Regions from separate parts of the Mus musculus genome. Here region 2 is linked to region 1. The links are chromatin contacts, called in public Hi-C maps. All regions are on one chromosome and are shown on one strand. Each heading gives the region's core, a stretch centred on a gene start, on an enhancer-like site or on the middle of the called end of the contact. The rest is flanking DNA. Distances are from core to core; before and after follow the strand shown. Region 1 overlaps Ntrk3 (neurotrophic tyrosine kinase, receptor, type 3). Region 2 has its middle 16 kb from the start of Mrpl46.

Region 1 (4,806 bases), core at 1,524-4,023:
CAAAATTTTTCAGCACTTCCTGATATTTACACCCAAATTAACTCTGCATTCATTGTCTTTACTATTGCTTATCTCATTATTATTTAGTCAGAGGGATGAGGAACCACCTTTCTTGGTCTACTGGGTGTTGGTATAACAGTTTTCTGTAACAAAGGGCAAAAGCCCCGTTCTCCTCCCAGTCCAGAATCCTGGAGTTTTAGAAGTCCTTATTTTCTTTGTTTTTACCATGTAAAGTATCTAAGAAACCAAATACCTTCTTACTCTTCTAAAGCAGTTTCTATGTTTGGGGAGAAAATTCCTAGACTGGGGTTCAGCACTAGATTCAACTCCTTAGGAAAATTACTATATTCAGCTCATACGAAAACCTGAAAGTTAGCAATCTTTTCCTTTGACATTAAGAGCAATTGAAGTAAACTGTCAAAAACAGTGCCTGGAAATCCACAGTGTGCCTAGTAGATGTTCTATACTTCAGTGGCATTGATGTCAATGGAGAGAAGAAAAAGAAAAGACAGACCTGCTTGTACAGTCTCAGTCCTGCTTCCTCACCCCACCCCACCCCCACCCCCCAACACCCCACACACACACACACACACACACTATAGCCCAACAGAGCTGTTGGTCCTCTTAAGCAGTCTTCCCACAAGTTTCCTGCTTTCAGAGCTTTTCAAGGTCTGGGAAGAGTTTCCCTAATTAATTTACTCTCTGTGTCCCTGAAGGCTCAGCCCAGGTGCCACTTATTTCAGCAAGCCTAACAGAAAGCTCCAACTCAAGCCTCTTGACTCATCTCCTAGAGACCTGGTTGGAAGTTATGGCTTCTTTAACTCATGCCCCACCACCACCACCTTCCTATGGAAAGTTGGGTCCTCTCAACCCAGCAAGAATGGCCAGTATCAGCCCCTAAACTTAGCAGGTTACATGTATTTTTTTCTCATGGCCCAGTGCCCAGCACATTGGTCTCACATGTTGCATTGCTCAACAAGTTTGCACTGGCTGGGTGGGTGGGTGGATGAGTTGCTCTTGTCATGAAAGTCCAAATAAACTTGCAAGCCAGAAGAAACAAATGAATTTGTTAAAAAAAAGAAAAACAACCTCCTTGCTTCTGTCTTAGTAGACTAATGTCCCCAACTCCAAAAGAAATAACTTCATTTAAAACTCTAGAATATGACCTTAATTGGAAATAGTCTCTTTGTAGTTCTAATATAATCCTGCTGGATTAGGCTGAGATTTAAATCAAATGAAAAGCATCCTTATAAGAAAATAAAGAATGTAGACATAGAGGAGGAGGTCATACGAAGACAGTCTGCACTTCAGTAGTCACATTTCTTGAATGCAACAGAAATCTGGAAGCTGGCAGAGATCAGGGAAAAGTATCCAGGAGCTGTTTGGAGAAAGAGTAGCATTTACTTTGGAATTCTGGACCACATATCTATGAGAAGACAGTTCCATTGTTGTGAGCCGCCCAGGTTGTGGCGATGTGCTATGAAAACCCAAAAATGTGATTTATTTTGGAAACCCAACACAGTGAGTGTAGTCACTCGGAAATGCTTGAGATGGACCAAGAACTTTGAGACCATGCATTCCCTTCCTCAACCTCTCAGCTTCACAACTCTCATCACTAAATCTTCTTCTCTTGATCCTTTTCTGTACTTTTCCTTTCAAATGCCAGGAAAAGCACATTCATTGTTCCAGGTCAACACTCCTACAGTCCCACATGTAGACTCATCTCCATCTTACAAATGAGGTAATCAAGGCTTACAGAAGCTGAGTAACTAGCTCCATGATCCATAGTTGGAACTCCATACAACTTCTGTGTCTATAGCTTCTAGATCCCCAACAATGTTCTGTGTATAGCTTCTAGACCCCCAACAAGTTCTATGTCCTAATCCAGAAAAGCTGGAAATAATGGAATCCAAGAGCTGTAAAGAAGACCCTAAATACAATTCTAAACAGGTTTGTGGGATCTCTGCTGTTAAGGCCAGTGCCTTATGCCTGGTTTTGTATTTCTGCTTCATTTTGGAATTCAATGTCCCTTTACTATTGGACAAAGATGAGCTACACTGACTGTCACTACCTCATTTCCCAGAAGTTTAGAGATAAAACAATAAATGACTGTAACCATTTTATTCTTCTTCTTAAGTAGGTTTAAAGGCTCCTTAAATGTAGAGACTTCATCTTGCCTTTCTTCATGTCAACAAAGCTGGACACAGTCTCAATTATGTGATATATCTTTCATAACAGGCCTTTGCAATGAATCAGGGAGATATGAAAACCAAGGGATTATGTCCACCCATGCTAAGGGTCAACAGGGTCCCTTTCACAGTCACTGACTCAAGCTGCACAGTCATATTTCTCTATGATGGCAAAAGGAAGAAATCACACTAGCTTCTTGCTACTCATAAATAGACAACCTTGCCCTGCAGCCAGAACGTCCCAGTTTGGAAGCTATCTGGTGTCCAGTGGATCAGTGCTCTGTGCAGCAGTGTGACCATCCATCACTGGGGAGAAAAATAAATCCACACTAATCATAGCTGCTGGCTCGCTAGCAGAAAACTTTCTTTTTAGTCTTGTTTCCAGTTCAGGGAACTTTAAAATTAAAGTCTAGAGTAAGCAAGGTGGAAGCTCAAGAAGCCCATATGGCCCCTGTCCTCAAATCAGGTGGTTTGAGGCTCTGCCTGGTAAGCAGATGGTGGCTAAGGCTGCCTGTTCACTGGGCCACCCTCCCTCATGCCTGGAACCTAGAGAAGGGTGTTCCAGGCAGCCAGGACTGGGCAGACACCCCAGAATATCACTGCAGCAGAGACTATACCCCAACCAGATGCCATCTGGATGCCTGTCCCCATGACTTTTGTTCCCATGAATCCTCTGGGGACAAGTCCAGCTAGAGATGTGATTAGCCAAATTCCTATTGGAAGTGTTCTTGGAACTGGTTCACAGCTTATTTATGGAAATCTCTCTCGCCTACAAACAGGTCAGGAATTTTAACTCACTAGAGGATATGTACCCCTCACTCCCTGCTGAATTCCATCGGAAGTTCTCTCATGGGTAGCTAGAGGTTGGTGAGCCTCTCCAGTGTACTCCTCGCCTGGTCCTTCTTAAGCCTCGTGTATCACATCATCCTCTTATTTGTCAAAGAGAGAGAGAGAGAGAGAGAGAGAGAGAGAGAGAGAGAGAGAGAGAGACCCTGATTTACAGAGGAAAGTCAACTCAGCCAAAATAAGCTACTATCAAGGCTAAGCCCCGGAACGTACATCTCGGCCTCATGACATTTTTGGATAAGCCCATAGCAACTAAATCATGTGTAGAACCGAAAGCTTGTGACATAGAAGCAGCAACTACCTGAGCTTTTGCTCCCTGGGGACAAAGAACTGCAGCTTGGCCTTTTAGCGGAAATAATTCTAAGATCAAAGTCATGGGAAGTGAAGACTAGGTTGATTTTATGATCCATAGTCCTTAACCCAACCCAAAGCAAGACAAGATACTCAGAGGGAATCTCAGGCATGTAAGAGAGTGATAAGCAATTGGTCACCATAGAAAAGTGGCCCCATCTGTGGTGGCAGACTGCCTACCTACAAATCTTGACAAATTACTATTTGGTATAAAAGGCTACACCTAATGCCATCAACCCCTGCCCTCATCCTTTACTTCAAAAGCCAATTGAAGCCACAAAACCAGATGGACACAGTCCTGCTATCTTTGCTCCCAGTCCATTCATGCCTATTTTGAATAAAAATCCCTGTCCCTGAACAAAGATTCTATAGCAGTGGTTCTCAACCTTCCTAATGCTATGACACCCCTCCAGCCATAAAATTACTTTCATTGCTGCTTGATAACTTTAATTTTGATAGTGTTCTGAATCTTAATGTAAATATCTAATATGCAGGATATCTGATATGACCTCTATGGAGAATACTACCCTCAGGTTGAAAACCACTGTTCTACAGTCATCCAACACAATCAGAAATATGTGGCTAGCAGAAGCACAAGGACCTTCCAGTGATTCCTTAGCTAGACAGGGAAGACCAAGATAACTCATGGAGAGGAAAAGCACAAGTGAGCAGCTGCCTATTCTAAGTTCATCCCCCACAGGCTATAGAGGAAGAGTTGGCCAATCCTCTACACAATAGGTCACCATGGTAATCAATGATGAGAACATGATACCTTGGAATGACCCCTCTCTGTGTTGTATGGAGCTGCCATCTCCCAATATATGTCCTGGGTGTATTGCAGACAGCCTACTCAGCTGGTTCCCCTACTTGGTTAGTGAATATGCTGCTCACCTCTCCTAATGCCAAGGACTGGAGCCTTGCACTCCTCCATGAAAAAGGCCCAACCCCTTGTTCCTCTTCTCAATGATCTACTTTCTTTCTGGATGCCTTCCATACCCTTGTCAGCTTACAGGGCTTAGGACTGCCACCTCTCCCAGGTCCCCCTTCATTGCCTCTGCCCCACTCTTAGGTCTCATTTACCCTCCTCACACTTTCCTCCCTGTAAACTGTCTGGTGCCTTCTTGGGAGTGTGCAATCTGCCTACGTATTTCAGACCTTCATTTGGATCAGCTCCATTGAGTGAACATCACTGAGGGGCTGGGTCCCATTCAGCACAGCCCCTCAGAGTTGTACAACCTCCCACACATCGTTTTCATTTCACACCCTCCACATTATTCTACTCTCCACAAAGTCGATATATTTATCCTGAGAACCTCCCATGGAGCATACCTCCCTACAATAATTATCTATGGTTTCCATGTACTTATCTCTGGTATCTATTTAGATAGGGTACCTACCATTCCTCCAGGATCTATTTCCA
Region 2 (5,191 bases), core at 890-3,389, 380 kb after region 1:
AGCATCACTGGAACCAACTCTTTACAGCTACTAGCATGCCCCTCTTCTCAGCTCTGCAGTGAGTGGGACCTCAAAGCTAACCCTGACGGGAGTATTTACACCAAGGAAATCAGCATGAGGTACCATATCAAGGACACCTACCACCCATCCACCACCTCCAAATGCTTACCTACCAGCACGCCACGGGTGTGAGGGATCCACTACAACCTCACTCATAGACAGAATGAATGGGGCCCTGGCAACAGGTAGAAGATTCTTCTTTAAATGCAGACACTTAAGGGCTACAGGTGTGGCTCAGTGCTAAAGTGTTTGCATAGCATCGTGAGTCTATGAGTTCAACCCCCCAGCACTACAAAATGAATGAATGAATGAATGAATGAATGAATGAACGATTTTTTTAAAAAAGCACATCTGGGCCGGCAAGATGGCTGAGCAGGTAAAGGTGCTTGCTTCCAAGCTTGACAGCCTCTGTTCAGTCTCAGGAACCCACGTAGTCTAAGTTGCCCTCTTATTTCCACACACGCACTGCTGCATCTGTACGCGTAGATAAATAAACAATTTTTAATTTAAATAAACACACTCATTCCACGTAACAACCACAGAAGGTAAGGATGACTTGCTAAGGGTCATACGGTGACAGTGAATTCGTACTAGGTGGGCTAGAGCCAAAATCCATGTGCTTTGCCCCTGTACATCACCCTGTTCCGCTTCCTCCCCTTTAGACAGCTTCAGGAGATTGCACTCTGCCACAAGTGCATAATTCAAAGTCCTGGCTGCAGAGAACCTGCATCCCCTGGTTTGGAGGCAGAGAAGGGCTGGGATTCCATTGCTCGGGATTCTTTAGAAAGATGGAAGATGCAAGCATCTCATCTGGAGAAAAATTCCCCTCCCAGCACTCCAACCCTAGAAATGTGCCTAATGATGCTTTCTAAACTGCAAAGTCGGGTTTTCATTACAAACACAGGTTGACGGCCCATATGCAGCATTATTGGTAATGAATGGTTTTCCACATCTCTGCCCTGCTATAGCTGCCCTGCCCACCTCTCTGATACTGAAGGCACAAACTGTACTGGCCCTTCCAAGACCCTTGGAAAATGCTGCCCTGGCCTGAGGAATAAGGAACATGGCCATCCCTGTCCCCAGCCCTGTGTGGGGACCTGGGGGGAGGGGCGCTTCTGGGAGGTCCTGGCTAAGTGGCATCAAGGACCAGATGGCTGAGGAGATTACTACGATTTCGTTTCCATATAATCCATAAACTTGGATGAGTTAATGTTTCTTCAAATGCATTATCTTGTAATCCCAGGGAAAGCTGTGCAGAGCCAAGAGCCTGGTTCTCTGGCCTCTACATGCCTGGCATGCTGGGTAATCCCTGCTTTGCCCAACAGGTCTTAACAAAGGCCAAGGAGCTTGGCCAGCAGGGGAGGAGATGCTGGCGGCAGGGCAAGGCTGGCACCTAGGAGGCTGGCATTTGAGGGCAATTGGGCAGGCCCGTAGGCTCCCAAACAATGCTGGGAATCCCACACTACAACCAAGCAGAGCCCACAGGACATCTGAGCAAAAGCCCAGGTGGGGATGAAGATTTCCTACTCTCTTGCTTTTGGCTCCATCCTTGGCAAAATGACTAACTCTGGGCCTTATTGTCTCAAAATATAACAAGGGATAGAAGCAGGTGACTCAAAGAGTCCACTTCGATTCACTCTCTGCTACATGTGAAGCCAAGGTCAGCACTGTTTCCCTGTCATATGCCAGGAGCTGTGACGAATAGATTCCACCGAACCCACTCCATGCTCGGGTAAAAACTAGCTGCTTCCAGGATCCTGGGTGTGCTGCTTGAACCTGGCATCATGGCACATGAGGACTGGTCTTAAGATGGAGCTCTGCCACTGACTAGCTAGCAAGCCACCTCCCTCCAGCTCTTCCCTCATCTGTCAGCTAGAGTTGCTTCTTCAACTGGTATCTCACGAGTGTCAGAGAAACTCAGAACACAGGGTGAACCTACCAACCTGTGAATATGTAACATCGAGTCCAGTACGCGGCCGGCAACCTGCCTGCAAGCTGGTGTCCTTGCCCTTTCCCCCAGTTCTTTCTACCTCTCCTGAGCTGCCTCACCCTTTTAGTGATCTCAGCTTAATCCTGTCAGCTCCTTCTGATGCATTAAGCTAATGCATTAACGATTTGGTTGGTGACTTCTTCCTTGCAATACAGTTGCGTGTTTGCAGTGGCCATCGTGCCTTGACTCGTTGTTGTGGACAGATGGCCACCTGGCGGTAATAACACGCTAGAAAGCCTAAGAGCCAGTGGGGCTTTCTGACCCACAGCCCAGCTTTTGGCCAAGCGTACCTAGGAGGGATATACGTTTGTGTGTGGCGCCTCCCTGTGGATACGATGTGTACTGCACAGACTCACCCAATCCCTGACGCACATGAACCAGCAGCTGCCCCAACCAGGACGTGAATCCAACATTCTTACACTGCCAATGCAGAAAACGAGGCCCACATGCTGGCATAGAACTTGTTCAAGATTATACAGTTCCCTTGGCATTTTGAAAACAGTAATAAATGACTGGCAACAATCTCTCATAATTTTGAGAACAAGAAAGCCAGAATCAAAGTGTGGTTTGCCCAAGGGTGTGTCCATGAAATGTGAATTTAGTTTCGGTGGTCAGTTCTCACACCATAAATCTTTAGGGAGATAGAGATGGCTCCCATTCTTTCCTGAGGAGCCAGGTAGTGATGACCCACGTGGCTTCTGAAATCATATCTAGCTAAATGATGCAAAAATCTGGTCCTATAAAATGCCCCTTTAAGTTTCTGCAAGGACACTGTCCATCAAATGGACTCTATCCAAGAAGATGGAGTCTGTCGTGAGGCTGGGCACTGTTCTCTGTATCCACCTAGAGAAGGCAGAGATGCTTCCTGAAGCTTTAGCTCAGTAAAGCCCTGGAGAAGCAGAGGAGAAGGTGCCACTGAACTCAGCAAAATACTGAATGGTATGAACTAGGATTTAGTTCAACAGAGATTCAACCACACCTAGAGAGCTACGGGCAAGGGATGAGACTGCTCTCCTGTGAGTGTTGCTCCTGAGGATTATCTGAAAAGGAATCAAAACTGACACATGTCAGAGACTTCTGCGTGCTGGTGTTGATCACCAACGATTCACAAAAGCCAAAATGGTTCACCCACAGATGAACACAGAGAGTGTAGTATGTATACACAATGGAGTGCTACCTAGCCACAAAGAACAAACTCATGTCATTTATGGGAAAATGGACATTAAGTAAAATAAGCTGGATTCAAAAAATACTATCACAGGTGCTCTCTCATATGTATACTGTAGAGAAAAAAAATAATTGAAGATGCCCCCAAAATTGAAGAGATGACTATGGAAGAAGAAGATGAGGAGGTGGTTACTCCCAAATACATTACATGCGTGTTTAAGTGACACCGTGAAATCCATTATCGTCGTGGCGTTGGCTCAACATCAGTCAGGATGCAGTTAGGAAAATGTAGCCCACGCCATGTCGTTCAAAAGAGACTTTTCAACATGGAGAATGAGTTCCCATGGTGTTGAGAGAGCTGGAAACCAAACAGGGTATGGAGAGGCAATTTGGAGAGGAGCAAGAGTAAAGCCATCACCCTGAGGGCTGGGGACAGCAGAAGAAAACAATGCTACCAGGAGCAAGCCATGCTGCAGGAATGTGAATCAAAGAGGGCTGCCGGCTGTGGACCACAGAGATGCTGAGCAGGCGATGTATGCACGCAGTGGGAAGGAATATTTAGCCTTAGCTTCCCTTCCCTTTAACCTCCTGCCAGTACCTCTCCCTCACTGGCCAAATCCAGTTAGAATCCAGTCAGTAAGAAAGCATGAGATGTGTATTTAAAGGGGTTATCACACACATTCCCCCCAAACACACACACACACACACACACACACACACACACACACACACACAGAGGATCTGAGAGCAAGAGGCAAAGGACCTGAGATGATGCGTGAGGTGAATATTCATGAGTGTATGTGTGATGTGAATGTTCAAGAAGGTGCACGTGTATTATCAAATCAGTTTCAAGGTATGCAGGAATCGATGTATGCAGGCGAATGTGGTAGGTACAGTTGTATCAGAGGTACCGATGTATCGGATCGATCTCAGAGGTTTGTATCGTGTGTGGTAGGAGAAGCATCGTGGGTTTTGGGTGTGATGTGAACATTCAAGGGTATGTGGATGCGTGGCTAGAATATTGATAGCTTTTGATGTGCACGCTTGTGTGTGCTGTGAATGTCCAAGGAGCTGAATGTGATGTGAATGATCAAAGGCATATGACGTGATGTTCCAGAGAGAGAGAGAGAGAGAGAGAGAGAGAGAGAGAGAGAGAGAGAGAGAGAGAGCATTCACAAGAGAGATTTTAGAGAAGAGAGAGACAGGACAGCAGATGTGTACAGAAGTGTTCTCTGTGTAGCATGTGATAGGGAAATGCAGTCATGGGTCATCTTTGACAGACATGCATGCTAAGCTGGTTTTGCCCCCTTATGCACTCAAGATGTCTAAAGAGGATAGTGGCCTAAGCTTTTCATGGGCACTATGCCTCAAGATCCATATCAAAAGCTTGTGTCATCCCACGTCAAGATGCATATCAAAGCCTGTGCCTTCCGGTCTCAAGATCCGGATCACAGGCACGCCTTCCATTTCTGGATTGTCGATCATTTCAGATATAGCCAAGTTGACAACTGGGAATATCCATCACAGGCTCCATCAGATAAAGCATGATTAGTCCCGTCATCTGAGGACACACTGGCCAGGTTGGACTTAGGTGACACCTAAGATCCATCTCCACAGTTGACTTTGACAAGTTATGCATTGCCACTTAGATCCACTCAACATGGAAGATCCAGAAATGCCTGCCTTTGCCTCCAGATAACTGGCCTAAAACTGTTTGGGACAGTTAAGAACCAAAGACACAAAGATGGATTTCCCATCTGCTGCTCTTACACCCCACAGAACTCTGTCCCGGCCTCTGCAGATGGCTTTGTGTCTCTTTCTTGTCTGTCCTGACCTGGCTCCCTCCTCCTCATTCTTGGGCTCTTTATGATCTCCACTCTGCCCTGACTAGGAGGCCTTTGCTGAGCCAGATAGGAGTGAGAGGCAGGCCCATATTCCCTTTGGCTTGTTTTAGTCTGTTTCCTGCCCCCCTCA

Evidence for each region. Hi-C and Micro-C count contacts between places; a contact is called where the count stands out from the background.
Region 2: a contact with region 1 is called in a Hi-C map of cerebellum, with 2.2 times the contacts expected there. The contact joins two enhancer-like sites. A contact is called at or near these places in 1 of 15 datasets of contacts at CTCF or cohesin (the NIH/3T3 cell line) and 1 of 484 Hi-C or Micro-C datasets (cerebellum).

The regions. Positions count from the first base shown.
Region 1 is chr7:78,383,373-78,388,178 of GRCm38.p6, forward strand. All of the region lies in intron 11 of Ntrk3 (neurotrophic tyrosine kinase, receptor, type 3), which reads right to left. Among named protein-coding and RNA genes, the nearest start is that of Gm39038, 190 kb to the right of the region's middle. Within about 2 kb of position 2,774, at least 12 of the 459 cell types and tissues checked have an H3K27ac peak or open chromatin away from gene starts, as enhancers often do. A contact at or near this core is called in cerebellum, where this site is marked.
Region 2 is chr7:78,764,137-78,769,327 of GRCm38.p6, forward strand. No RefSeq gene overlaps it. Among named protein-coding and RNA genes, the nearest start is that of Mrpl46, 16 kb to the right of the region's middle. Within about 2 kb of position 2,140, at least 31 of the 459 cell types and tissues checked have an H3K27ac peak or open chromatin away from gene starts, as enhancers often do. A contact at or near this core is called in cerebellum, where this site is marked.